Linked DNA regions of Mus musculus: all the other regions are linked to region 2. The links are chromatin contacts, called in public Hi-C and HiChIP or PLAC-seq maps. All regions are on one chromosome and are shown on one strand. Each heading gives the region's core, a stretch centred on a gene start, on an enhancer-like site or on the middle of the called end of the contact. The rest is flanking DNA. Distances are from core to core; before and after follow the strand shown.

Region 1 (4,143 bases), core at 1,100-3,599, 99 kb before region 2:
GAAGAGCACTCTTGGCTCTTGTTTGCGTGCTCCACCCTGGGAAGGAGGGGTGGCCTATTGGCAAATTTCGGAGAGGAACTAGGTAAGAGTCTCTCTCACAGTAAGTACCAGTTCTGCTTTCAGCCTGCTCCAGACCTGCTCCTGCACGTCGTGGTCTTTCATGTGAGTCTCCGAAGGGGAGGACTGTGGCTGTGGAGGGCTGCTTGTGATACTACCCTACAATCCTGCCGTTGTGTTTGCTACAAACCTAAGCTGCAGCCTCCAAACCAGCCGATCATTTTATCCGCTTGTGTCTGATGACCTTGCCGGGCTCAGTTGGTTTAAATCTTTGGTGAGGAAGAAGAATGCAGTTTACTGGGTCTCCTCCAGCTTCATTGGCATGCACAATGGGTTGATGGGTAAAAAGAACTAGAGGAGCCAGTTGTGTTCAACACTTCTGGAGGCTATGACAGGAGAAACAAAGTTGGAGGCTAGCCCGGACTTATTAGCTAGACCCTGTCTTAAGAAAGGAAGGAAGAACAGGCGGACTGAGTGGGAGGCCCTGTTAGCCTTTATCATGTGAGGAGATGACTTAAATCAGAGTGACTGTGGCAAGGAAAAGGAAATGAGACATGTGAACAGTAAAGAGGATAAACTTGGGGACAGATGGGTTTCCTTAAAAACCCATAAGGAAAGAAAGGCCCACCGTTTGAGTGCCGCTTTGCTTCCTGTCTTCTCTCAATAACCAGCTCTACCCGGTCCAACATTGACACGACCCCCTTTTCAAAATGTGACAGAACTTCTCAGATCGAGATCTTTCTTCTCTGAATCCATTAGCTGAACTTGTTGAAAGGCTTTGAGTACTTTAGACTAGATAGCATGGACTCTCAGACCCATTTTCTCTTCTCTTCTGTGGGCTATCAACACCAGATCCTAGCAAAGCTTCCCACAGATTCCAGCAAAGTTGTTTGTTGATACAATGTACACTGTACATTGGTAGAGACAGCCCCTGGTATATGGGAGAAAAGACATCAGGATGACTGTCCTTGGAGGAGAGAATTCTTAGCAGGAAATACAGGAAGGTGATGTGATAGAGGAGAGTTGAGAACAGTTCTCTAATTTGAGTGTAAGGTGTAGTCTCACTAAGGAGGTGAAAATGGAGGTAGGGTAGAGAAGGGTGGGTAGTACATAAAGCACTGGAAAGTGTGTGTGGGGGGGTTAGATCGAGTATGAGAAAGGGTGAGAGACCTTACAGACATATCAGGACAGACAATACCCTCAGAACATGGGTTATTAATGTGCGATTGTGAAAATAACATGAATTTGAAAGTTCCCATTTTTGTCATCTGGTGGTGGTGGCACAGGCCTTTAATTCCAGCACTTGGGAGGCAGAGGCAGGTAGAACTCTGAGTTCAAGGCTAGCCTGGTCTACAGTCAAGGTTACATAGACAAACCCTGTCTCAAAAAAAAATTCTGATCATTTAAATAGAGATACATCTATAGTTGAAATGGTATAATGCCTTTAATTTACTTCAGACATTCTAGGAAAATAATGAAATAAAAATCAAGAGTTAAAGAAGTAGAGGTGACAAAACAAATATAGTAGAAACTTGATGGTGTGTGTGTGTGTGTGTGTTGAATGTATATGTATGTGTGCATGTTTTTGGATATACTTTCCTGTGTATATATGGAGACCAGAGACCAACAGCATCATGTGCCTTCCTCTGCCTCTCCCCACCTTGTTTTTTGAGACAGGCTTCTCACTGAATTTGGAGCTCACAGTTTTGGCTAGATTGGCTAGCCTGCAAGCTCCTGGGACCTTCCTCTCACCAGCCCCTAAGTGCAGGGGTTACAGATTTGCACCCCTGCCTGGCTTTTTGCTTGAGTGCTTGGGATCCAAACTCAGGCCCTCATTTGTATTTACCTACTGAGCCATCTCCCTACACAAGTGCTTTTTGAAGCTAAATGAATATCTTCACTTTCTACATGTCTTTAATGGTGTTTGAAAATCTCCATAATGGAATATTGGTGGTTAAGCTTGGGAGCTCAGACTAAGTATGACTTTTAGAATGTGTGAATAGGTTTAACCTGACAAGGAATATGGAAAGGGCTAAGAGAGACCCAGAAAGCTATGGGATAGCCAGGAAGGAGGCAGCCTGGCTCTTGATGAAGATGGATGTCTTAGGATGGAACTGTTTTGGAGAATTGATGAGGAAATAATGATAAAGAGGAACTCTGGTGGGTGAGGTGTCTGGTGGGTGGGGCATGCAGAAGTAAGTCAGGTGCAGGCAGGAAAGTTCTCTCTTCCTCTTTAGTTAGCTGCAGTCATGGTTCTGATACCACTGCTCTGGGGAGGACCAGGAGAAGCGGAAAGGGACCTTCATTAAAGAGGAAGTGAGCCAGTTCTGACAGCCAGCAGAGATGCTGGGCAGCAGGGAGTATAGGTGGTGGATACGCTTGCCTGCTTCTTAGTTTTATGAAGAATTTCTGTGGTTGCTTCATTATGAAAGTTGTTGTGGGTTTTTTTTTTTAAAGATGTTTCTGCCAGCACTTGGGAGGCAGAGGCAGGCGGATTTCTGAGTTAGTTCAAGGCCAGCCTGGTCTACAAAGTGAATTCCAGGACAGCCAGGACTATAAAGAGAAACCCTGTCTGAAAAAACCAAAAAAAAAAAAAAAAAAAGAAAAGAAAAGAAAAAGAAAAAAAAAGATGTTTCTGCATTTTGGGGGAAATGGTATAAATCTTATTATTTATCTATCTGAATCACTTATATTCATTAAGATTGAAATTTTGAGCACTTTAAAATATATGTATAAATTTAATGAGTTAAAATGCTAAGATCTAGGGAAAACTCCAACTATGGCAAAATAATGAGTTTACATATCTGTGTTTGTGTGTGTATATATATATACACACACATATATGTATGTGTATATATGTATATATACATGTTTATATGTATGCATGTGTATATATGCACATACACATCTATATCTTCTCATTTGTCAGTAGCAAAAAATATTTAAAGTAAACTTCAGATCCCATAGAAAGTACTAGTTGCTGGGAATCAGAGAGACATGGTAGTTCTCCAGCCCTATAGTTACAGATGGCTAATCCTTCAAGCACAGATGTAAGAAAAGAGGACATGAGCAGTGCTGGTCTGAGAAAGGGGTAACTCCTGAGAAGCTTGCTGGCCTTTCCTGCTTTCCTGACTTGTTTATTAGTTGTATGGAGACAGGGTTTTTCATGGCAGCCTAGGCTGGTCTCAGACACAGCAATACTCCTGCATCCACTCCGTGCAGGCTCAATCCTGGAGCAGACAGTGTCGGAGCACACTCTAGCTTTCTACCCTGGAGATATCCTAGGGAAAGTTCTTGTTCCTTCCGTCTGACCTGTCATCTACATCTGAGTGTAGACCTCGGAAAGGGGTGAGCATGGTCTGCTGTGCTGCTGGGCCAGCAGCTGCAGTAAAAGGCTCTCAGGAGAGTAAGAAAGGGAGGTGGTAATTTCTGTCTAAAAGCAGGAGAGCTGGGTTCTGCTTCGCTCGGGAACTCAAAGCTGAGCTGCTGGGTCACAGGAGGGCTGAGCAGGGCACAAGCCGAGGTCTGACTGTAAGAAGGCGGCCTGATGGAAATGAGAGGGCAGAGGGGGCAGCAGTGCCACTCAGCCCTGCCTGCCTCCTGCGCTGTCAGCAGAGAGATGTCTGAGAGTAGGCACCCATTATCTCTTTCTACAAAGGGGCTAGCGTGGGCTGTGAAAAATTAACGGCTTTTTAGTTGCCACAGAAACAGTAATGAATTAACGTTAGGACCAGAGACATAAAGCAGCGGAAACAGACTGTTCGCCACCTCTTGTCTCTCCTTTCCTCTGATGGTTTGGTATTTTAAGATGAGAACTAGCTAGTCCGTCTGTCTGTCCATCCGTCCATCCTTCCTTCTGCTCTTCCCTCCCTCCTTACTTCTCTCCTTTTCCCCTTTGCAAGTGTGATCTATCTTCAGGGAATGAGTCAGGTTGTGGCTGTCTGTAGAAGATGTCAGCAGAGAGATTAAGAAGTAGCTTAGACGCCGGGCATGGTGGCGCACGCCTTTGATCCCAGCACTCAGGAGGCAGAGGCAGGTGGATTTCTGAGTTCAAGGCCAGCCTGGTCTACAAAGTGAGTTCCAGGA
Region 2 (4,781 bases), core at 1,872-4,371:
TCTCATTTAATCTCTGGCATTGCTGGCCCATAAAAGCAGCTGAGTAATAATAATGTTAAGTAATAATAATGTTAAGTGCTTACATTGTACTTTTCATTCCCAAAGTGCTATCTAAACATTGACTAATTAGATGCCTTGATGGACGGCGCTTGCAGAGGCGACCGGGATCTGGTTGCACACCTGTGAGGGACCGCTCCTGAAAAGCCCTGCTTCTCTCTTTGAATGGCACTCAGCAAGCAGGAGAATAAAAAAGCTGCTGACATTATTTCACTTCTGTTGAAAATGTCCTAGGGTATCTTCTAATTAGCCTGGTTAAACTCACCTTTTATCTGTCTCCCCAGATATTCCCTTTCTACGTTCCTGGGGCTATTCAACTGGCCTCTTTTGATGTTTCCCCCCATGGTTAATCACAAAATCATAGACTCTTCAAATGAAGGGGGATCCTTGTTGATCATTTAGTTTTGAATGATTTAGCACAATCACTCTGTTTTGTACAAGAGGAAACTGAGGCATGGAAAAGTACACACCCTAAGGAAAGGCTTTTAGCTCTGCAGGGACATCCTGGGAACAGAAACCAAGATTGCTACGTCCCATTCTGAGTCTGTGTACCCTTTCTTCTTTCTCTCTGCAAGTGCCTGTGTTTCTTTTCTGTTTTCTTGACATTTCTGCTCAGTCTTTGCTCTCCCTCTCGCTGCCCATTCCTTCTTTGCTTTCCACTTGTGGGTCTCTCCTGACTCTTGCAGTCCTTCTTTATGTGATCTCTCTCTCTCTCTTTCTCTCACTCCCTCCCCCTTTCAGTGCAGTCTCTTAAAACCTCATGTTGTCCTCTACTGAAAGTACTCTGGAAACTCATAAGTCTCCAATTTCCCTATATCCATACCTACATAGAATTGCCTTTTTTCTCTCTCCAGTTGTATTTGTCTCTCCTGGAGTTCAACCAGTAATGTGTGAGATTATCTCTATATTGAAAATCCTTCAAAAGCTGTGACCATTTAAGAGAATTTTTGTGCTGTTGTTCCCTTAACCAAAGGTAGGTCTAGTATAGATCAAAACTATTAATACAGCCCAGCAGGCCTTGGTGGCACACGTTTAATTACAGCAGAGGCAGGTGGACTTCCTTGAGCTCAAGGCTAGTCTAGTTTATATAGTGAGTTCCAGGCCAGTGGACTAGATATAATGATGATGATGATAGATATAATAATGATGATGATGATGATTATAATGATGATGATGATAGATATAATAATGATGATGATGATGATGATAATAATAATAATAATAATAATAACATACTTACATGCATGCATACATGCATACATACATGCATACATACAGGCAAGCAAGCTGGGTCTCCTAGATTACATTTCCTGCTTTTACGTGGAAGGCAAGTAGGAACACAGTGACCTCAGAATGCCTGCCTGGTCACAGCCTGGCCTGGCCTCTGACCCCTTCCCAGTTGTGAAGCACACTGAAGAGAGGAAGACAGGACTGACACTGGGAAGCTGAGTGATTGTTTCCCTCTTTGGGTCATAATTTTTTGTTTATTAAATAATAAGAAAGGTGAGTTTAAATGATTATTTGGGTCTTTTTCTCACTATTTAAGGCAATAAACTACCTCAGACATATAAGTAACTCAGCAGAGAGCAGATTCTGCTGGTCATCCTGGAGAATTTCCTAGAACTGTCTAGGTTTAAATACTTACAGCTATTTCCTGCACATCTAATATGGAGACTACTTAGCCTTCTAGGGCTTAGGTATTGGAGCTGCATAACTGTCCTTATTCTGCAAGAGCTTCGTTCATACTCATGGGTGTATGGATTGACAGTCTTGGACACATACAGAAAACTGTGTGAAATAGACCCTGTCCCATTATTAGTAATTTTTTATTCTGGGTTTATCTTGACTATGGGAGAAAATGGGATTAAAATCCCTTTGTCTTTTATTCTTTAAGACTCCAGCAGGAAACAAAATGAGGGGAATGATTATGAACACTCACAAATCTACCCAATGACATAAGCCACATCAAGTTATCACATAGTTTCCAAAGTCTTAATAGAAACTGTCACACTTAGGAGAGGATCAGATAAGAACTCTTTGGTGGTATCATAATCCTCCCTCAGTACAATGACTGATAAGCCAACTCAGCCCTGTTGTGCAGTCCCGCGGTGGAGTAAGGAAGGTGGCGCTGGTTAGAGAAAAGAGTTTTGTTCGTGGACACACCACCAGCTCCAAGCCAGAAGGAGGAGCTCAAAAGTGAAGTAGAAAAGAGAAGAGAGGTTTGTCCCAACTTCATGAAGTAGCAATCCCTATACACTTTGGTGGTGTGCATCTCTGCCCGTGAGGAGCTGTGAGTAGCATTTAGAATGAGAGTACAGAATGCTCCTATTGTGGGTCAGGTTTTTAAGCTTGAGCAGGATCTAGGTGGTGTTTTGTGTTTTGTTTTGAAACAGGGTCTCACTCTGTAGCTCACGCTGGCCTCCTGCATTCTTGCCTACCTCCTCAGCCTCCAGTGTTGGAACTATAGACATTGACACTAACTTAGCTGATGTAGGTCACTAGACCCCTCTCTGTGTGCCTATAAATGCCGAGAAATGGCACTACAAAGTACAATTGTCATAGGTTATGTAGCCAAGAAAATGCAAATTGAATTATATGAGAAGCTGTGTTACAGCACATGACAGGATAGGATCTTGATTTCATTGAGCCTGCCTATTCCTGGTGGATCTGCTCAACATGAACTGGATCTTCTAAGTAGGCTTTTATGGTGGAATCATTTTTATCCAGGGCAGACGACCTCTTTATCACAAAATTCCCAGCAGTTGTCCAGAATCTAGATGTTGTATAACGGCCAAGGAATGCTTGTTTTAATATGGGGGGTCATGTGATGAATCAGAAGGAAAACATTAGTAGATGCATAAAATACATTGAAAGCGCCTTTTTCCTGTGTGACTTCTTGTCATTCTCTTATCCTGGTCTATGTTACTAGTTTCATCCCCCATCCCTGTAGATCATGAACTTCATAATGGTGCCGTGAAGGTAAACAACATAAAAGAGTGGTGTGTGCCCCCTCTTCCAATCCCACAGATCGCTATTGGCTGCAGACCTTGAACATGACACTGCAATTTCCTGGTGCCACACATGAGTAATAAGCAGCTGTTTCTGAAACTGTGGTCTGCAGAAGGCAGTACTGGGTTATTTTTTAACTTAATTGTAATTTTTGATTGGTCTGCAAGAAAGTAAATCAAATAAAGGCTGTTGTCTTAGTCTGCAGAAAGCCTTAGGCCTCAAATTCCAATGCTGACCATTGTGACCAGAATAGAAGAGGGGAAATGTGTGTATCCCAAACTGGAAGTTCAGCCAGGCAGCTTTTATGGGCTGCGTTTGCACCCAGAGAGTTAAGCATACTTGGTATTCTTCTCAGATGACTGAATCATGTAAAGTGAGATTTGACAGTCTCTCCAGTTATGAGAATATTTGAGATGATTTAAGTGAATTTTTAAAAGGGAAGTCTAGTTGTCAGCTTGATATTACATTTTGTTCTTGTCCAACAGCACAATAAAATGATATAATTTTAAATCCCAGATGGAGTCATCTATTCTTTAAACACCCAGTCAGTGTGCACTCCCCAAGTAAACAGGTCGATTGGTACCTTTTTCAGTACAAGAAATTAAGTCTAATGGAAAACAGAAATAAACTTTGACTGTAGTTTGGATGTCTGCCTTTTCTCAAGGAAAATTTGGGTACGTGGAGAAAGTGGATGAGGTTGACTACAGAGGGCAAGGAGGCGGGTGGAAGAGCTACATATGTTTCCTGCTAATTGCTTTGTCCTGAGATTATTCACGTAGACATGCAGTTTGCAGGAAATAAATGGAAAGATAACTAAGCCTCATCCCACAGGTCCACTGTCCTTGTTACAGAGCCAGTTGGCCGTCTGGTTGTAAATGCACCTGATGCTGGAGATGAAGTGTCTTTCCGACTCTTGGTGGGTTGTTACAGTTAGATTTATCTGTGACTAACTTACTTGCAAATTAGAAAGGAGTAAGAGACAACTGCTGGCTATTACTAAAATGTGATTTAATCAAGTTTGAGATATGCCAAGTGTCTCTCCAAGTCTTTAGCCTTGGCCAGAGTGAGATGTTCACCCGTACTCTGTTCTCTGATGGACCTGAACAATATCAGCGGCAGAGGATGCATCTACTGCCCTTCTTCCTGATTGCATCCGAACAGAAGAACAATGTGTTACCTTTTGAAAGCTGACATGTGACTGTCATACCTTTCTTTCATACCCTTGCTATAGACCTAAAGTATTTGTTAGAAAAGTAATTTAAATTACTGAAGATTTTATTTAAATTGAGAGAAGGTAGCAGTCACTGACCAAGTACCATCAGACACAGTGCTTCCTGTGCCCAGCATACAAAGCCTGATCCTTTCTTCAGTCCTATATGTAAATATTAGCTAGTTTTAGTTGAGGAAACTAGAGCTCAGAGGGCTTAGTAACTTGCCAGTCTCCCAGCTGGAAGGTAGCTAGCTATCGTTTGAGCTCAGAACAGCCTCACAGTACGCCACTGCCTCCCAAAGCTAGAGACAATGAGGTGTGATCCTTAACAGGAGCTGTGTGCTCTCAGCTTCTCTGGAAACCCTTTAATGAATCCAACTGCTCTGCGTTGAAAAGATACATCTAAGCAAACCTGCGCCATCTATTTCCTCTTTTTAACTATCTTTGACCAATTTTATTAAGAAAATGCTTTTGTGCTCACATCAGTAACTGTAATACTAGGAGG
Region 3 (4,671 bases), core at 1,412-3,911, 70 kb after region 2:
ACACTTGATCAAACCATTCTCTTGTTTTTAGATATTTAGGATTTGTGTCTATTCAATTAAAAATCTGCCTCAATAGCCCTAGAGACTGAGAACTTGATCTTTCTATTTGTAGATCCCATAACTGTATCAAGGACCACTAACCCAAACTTGAGTACATCTAAAACCATGTGTAAATACACCATTGTTTATGAGTAAAATCAGGTCATTAACAAGAAGAATTGGTGCTCTCCAGTATAAACAAAACAGATTTGAATGGTAGAAAACTAAATTATTTTCTGTTTCTCTTGCCAGCTATATGATATGACAGGCATGCCATTTAATCTCAGTAAACTATAATTGTTCCCTCTATAAAAGATGTAATGCCATATATTTTGCCATGTATGACAATGGATGGAAAAATCTACCTCCCCTCCATGATAGCCAGCTCAGAAACCATGTCTCATTCATTGTTTTATCACCAGCATCCAGAAGGTAGGTCCCTAGAAGGCAGCAAACATGTCCAAATCCTTTCCAGCTTTGCTTATTCCAAGAGACAAGCTGCCAGGAAGCTGCCTTATCTGAACAAATTTCAGAGTCATTCTCCATCCTGTTCACTCAGGTATCCTTCACTCTACAGAGAGAATTTTTAATCTCTAGGGGCGGTGGGAGGATGAGAGCTCATTTTGTATCTGGGCTTAAAGTCTTCCTCTCAGGGTTGACAAATCTTCAAAGGCATTTATCTCACAGTTCTCTCCACCTGTGCCGTTTATTTGGATGGAACTTCCTTTTTTAAATCATGGATTGGAATGCTTATGTGGACCAGGCTGCTCTGAAACTAGAGATTCACTTGCTTCCCAAGTGTTTTGATTAAAGGCACATGCTACCATCCCTAGTTGGGTATAACATTTTATACCCAGATTAAAATAGCCCTCTGAGTTCTTGCCTACATTTCCCACCCCTCTCTCAACTTTTGCAGTGAACATCTAAGCCCGGAACGAACTTTCTGATGCCTCATGTTCACAGTTTGCAAGCCAGTTCTGTAATTCTATGATAATAGACAAGGAAGTTAAAAGTCTATAGAATAAATTGAGCATGGGAGTGGATTTAAGCTCATTCCCATATAGAGACTATTTGGCCTATTCTCCAAGTTCTCACAACGGACATTTGCAAAGTGTTTTTGTTTCAAGTTACTCATATCATTGTCTTTGTCATTGTCGTCGTCATCATCATCATAGTAGGCAACGACAGCAGCTCTGAAGATATGAAACCATCATTATTGCTGAACAGCAAATAGCCTCAAAACTCAAGTGTTTAAAACCACCATCCCCTCCTCCTCCGTTCCTGCATCTGCAAGTGACGAAGTCTGGCCAGGCAGACCTATTGCTCTTGGCTCGTTCTGCTCATGCCTCTCTGGGTCAGCTTTGCTCTAGGCTGGGTGGGGCTTCTGCAGTTTCCTTGGGGAAGCTTTGCCTTCACACATCTCTCATCCCTTCCTGGAACCTTGGTTTCTTCTGGACATGACACATTCATCTCATGGAAAGAACAGAGATAGATACACGGAAGAAAGCCAATCATAGCATGTTTTCTAGCCTGTACTTGTAGCATGTCTGTTAAAATCCTACTGGCCAAAGCAGGTGTTGCCATGAGAGCTAATGGGTGAGGAGTATTCTCGACTCTTGTTGAAAGTGTGACACCTTCTATGGGCTTACTGACATAAAGAGGAATGAAAAATGCAGGTACTGGTGCACTCTGCTGCAGCCTCCAGGCAGCAAGCCTTCTTGGTATCAGCTACTTTTTGTGCCCATCCCTTGAGATACAGGCCTTTCAAAGCCTGGTGTTCTCTCTGTTTAGGGTTCTAAGCATGCAGGACAAACCAGACCAGGCAGAGAAGTGGCTACCCTCGCCAGTGACTTCAGCACAAAGGCTACACTTTGGCCTGCCTCCTAGGGTAAACAGAGAAGGCTGGCAAGCCAGCACTGGCTCACGCCTCCTGGCTCTGGCTCCCTCCCCAGCTACCCCCACCCTAACAGCTTCTTAGAGTGTTAGCCACTGCTCTAGTGAGAGAAGAGTAATTGAGGGTGTAATTAAAAAAAAAAGAAGAAGAAGAAGGAGGAGGAGGAGAAGGAGAAGGAGAAGGAGAAGGAGAAGGAGAAGGAGAAGGAGAAGGAGAAGGAGAAGGAGAAGGAGAAGGAGAAGGAGAAGGAGAAGGAGAAGGAGAAGGAGAAGAAGAAGAAGACATTAGAGAGCAATAGACCAGATACCCCAGCTCAGGGCAGCTCTAAACCAAAAGACTAAGGCAGAACCAACAAAGCAGGGCAAGGGGGCCTGGCTAACAGAAGAATGGGTAAATTTGGCCTGTGAGAGAGCAAAACCAGAAGAAAAACGAAAATAGCTTAAGGGAGGCCGAAGTCGCAGCACGTAAGAGTCCCTGGGCTCAATCTTCAGCACTGCCGAATGAGAAAATAAATAAAAGGCATACATACAAAAATCTCACAGGAAACACAGGAAAGCCACAGCCTGACATTTTCGGAAGTGCTCAAGACAGAAGACTTTGGCAAATGACATTAAGTTTTCAATGAAAACTTTGCAGGGAGATTTCTTTCACACACCCTACCACTTCTGCTGCCAGAACAAACATGCTGGAAGGCTGATCGCACACGACACGGAATCCAAACACACCAAACAAACTCAGGAAACCAGAGAGAAGAGAAGCGTCTCTAATGCACCTCTGTGACTCTCAGCTTTCTACCTGAGCTGGCTTGCGAGCTGAGGGAAGAAGGCTGCTTTTATGGTGATACAAACAGTAATGTGTCCTTCTTGAAATGCTGCAAATTGTTAGATAATGACAACTGGCCACCAAAGCAAACTAATGAAGGCCACAAGCCCACATTAGTGTGAAAGGAAGACAGGAGAGCCCTAGCTGCCCAGTGATGACTAACCCCACTGGAAAGAGGGGGTGTTGAGGAGCTCCTCTCGCCCAGTTCTTCTTGCTGTCTTCTTGGTCCCATTTCCTTTCAGTAAAATAATGGGATAAGACCCTAAGTCCATTCCAGTATCCAGAGGTAATCCTGTGTTTTTTTTTTTTTTTTCTGGACACAGTATCCCAGCCCATTGCCCTGGACTCTGAAGGAATGAAATCCACGTGGCATTATCTTTGTCCAACTATGTAACAGCAGAGGCAAGTTGGCACCGGCACATAAAACCACAATGGAGTTAGAGCAGGCCGGATCCTTGCAAGTTAAGCACTGCCAGCTACTCACGACTTGCCCTCCAGCAGGTTACTTAATCTCTTCATACAGGGGTTTCCTCATCTGTCACGTGGGGAAAATGGGAGAGGCTGTTATTACTGGGGGTTGTGGGGATGAGGGAGATAATGCACTGAGGATTTAGTGGGGGGCTTGGTGCATAAAAGGGTCTCAGAGCTCTGCTGCAGTCTGCAAACGTCACTTCGGCAGCACACGGCAGGTTTGGGTGTTTTTTTTTGTATTTTGTTTTTTGTTTTTTCTTTAAGAGGTGAGAAGAAGAAAAGCTGTTTATAAAGGAAGGATCGTGCTTAAAACAACCACCTTTTCCATCCTGTTGACTTGCTGATAGGAAGTAAGATTTCTGCCTGTAAGAGGAGAAATAGCACCCTGGGTTGGGGTTTAAGTATAGCTTGGGTTTCTCCTTAGTCATTTTGTTTTGGTTGACTTCTGTTTGTACATTTGGCTGGGTTCATCCTACATAGCCTTACCTTGAGCCAGCATATAACAATGGCTCTCAGTTTTAGACGCACGTTAGAATTGGGGGATTTAACACAGAGATGGTGTCACAGCCCTGTAATCCTAGTACTCCAGAGGCTGAGGCAGAAGAATTGCAAATTCAAATTTGAGGCCAGCCTGGGCTACATAGTGAATTCCAAGTTAACTTATTTAAAGGTGAATTCCTGCCTCAATGAAACAAAACAGAATTGAGGGGACTTAAAAAAAAAAGTCCTGATGCCCACGTGCTAATGTTATTAGAACTGGGTGTGTGTGTGCACGTGTGTGCGTGTGTGTGTGTGTGTGTGTGTGTGTGTGTGTGTGTGTGTGTGTGTGCATACATACACAGCACCCAAGTAACTGAGGCAAACCTGATTTCTGCTTCCATGGTTGCTAGTAAAGTCCTGATTGTTGAGTTGGATAGTGGTTACACAGCTACCTTCCGTCTGTAAAACTTCATCGAGATGCATACTTAGGATTTATGCACGTTTCTACATGTATAATATACTTCCATAAAAAAAAAAAAAAAAAAAAAAAAAAAAAAAAACAGACACAAATCCTTTGGTTGAAGTTGCACCGAAGACCAATTAAATCTAAATCTTTCGGGGTGGGAACCTGGCTGGCAACACTGTTTTGTGAAACTGCTCAGGTATTTGCACTTGCAGCTGAGCTGGCGGAGCTGCAACTCCTCTTCCTCAGCCCAGAGGCCCCAGCTTAGGTCTCAGAGCTAGCCTCTGGCCTCACAGGGATAGCCCAGGACCAGAGACAGAAGGACGGGCCTGAGGTTTGTTTAGCAGGTCCAAGTTCCAAAGGTGACCGGGAGGCACATTGAGGGTAGGCTAAGCATAGGAATCTGGGCTCAGGATCTGACGCTGTCACTCACAGCTAACCATTTGGGTCACCTCACAGAATTCTTCCTGTTACCTAGGGCTCAACACTTAGCTTGGCAGAG

The links. Hi-C and Micro-C count contacts between places; a contact is called where the count stands out from the background. HiChIP or PLAC-seq counts read pairs in DNA pulled down with a chosen protein or histone mark.
Region 1: an H3K4me3 HiChIP or PLAC-seq map of bone marrow-derived macrophages shows a contact between it and region 2, with 2.3 times the contacts expected there. The contact joins two enhancer-like sites. A contact is called at or near these places in 1 of 15 datasets of contacts at CTCF or cohesin (the NIH/3T3 cell line), 7 of 484 Hi-C or Micro-C datasets (the N1E-115 cell line, bone marrow-derived macrophages, cerebellar granule neurons and 4 more), 4 of 115 datasets of contacts at active chromatin or transcription factors (the NIH/3T3 cell line, bone marrow-derived macrophages, embryonic stem cells and 1 more) and 4 of 9 other capture datasets (adipose tissue, embryonic stem cells, liver and 1 more).
Region 3: a Hi-C map of ventricular fibroblasts shows a contact between it and region 2, with 2.2 times the contacts expected there. The contact joins two enhancer-like sites. A contact is called at or near these places in 4 of 39 promoter capture datasets (the 3T3-L1 cell line, HPC-7-derived erythroid cells and liver), 3 of 484 Hi-C or Micro-C datasets (ECoMG-derived neutrophils, the N1E-115 cell line and ventricular fibroblasts), 1 of 115 datasets of contacts at active chromatin or transcription factors (embryonic stem cells) and 2 of 9 other capture datasets (adipose tissue and liver).

The regions. Positions count from the first base shown.
Region 1 is chr1:64,924,052-64,928,194 of GRCm38.p6, reverse strand. All of the region lies in intron 2 of Plekhm3 (pleckstrin homology domain containing, family M, member 3), which reads left to right. Among named protein-coding and RNA genes, the nearest start is that of Gm51627, 30 kb to the left of the region's middle. Within about 2 kb of position 2,349, at least 74 of the 459 cell types and tissues checked have an H3K27ac peak or open chromatin away from gene starts, as enhancers often do. A contact at or near this core is called in bone marrow-derived macrophages, where this site is marked.
Region 2 is chr1:64,824,996-64,829,776 of GRCm38.p6, reverse strand. All of the region lies in intron 6 of Plekhm3 (pleckstrin homology domain containing, family M, member 3), which reads left to right. Among named protein-coding and RNA genes, the nearest start is that of Gm51628, 59 kb to the left of the region's middle. Within about 2 kb of position 3,121, at least 32 of the 459 cell types and tissues checked have an H3K27ac peak or open chromatin away from gene starts, as enhancers often do. A contact at or near this core is called in bone marrow-derived macrophages, where this site is marked.
Region 3 is chr1:64,754,706-64,759,376 of GRCm38.p6, reverse strand. No RefSeq gene overlaps it. Among named protein-coding and RNA genes, the nearest start is that of Fzd5, 19 kb to the right of the region's middle. Within about 2 kb of position 2,661, at least 74 of the 459 cell types and tissues checked have an H3K27ac peak or open chromatin away from gene starts, as enhancers often do.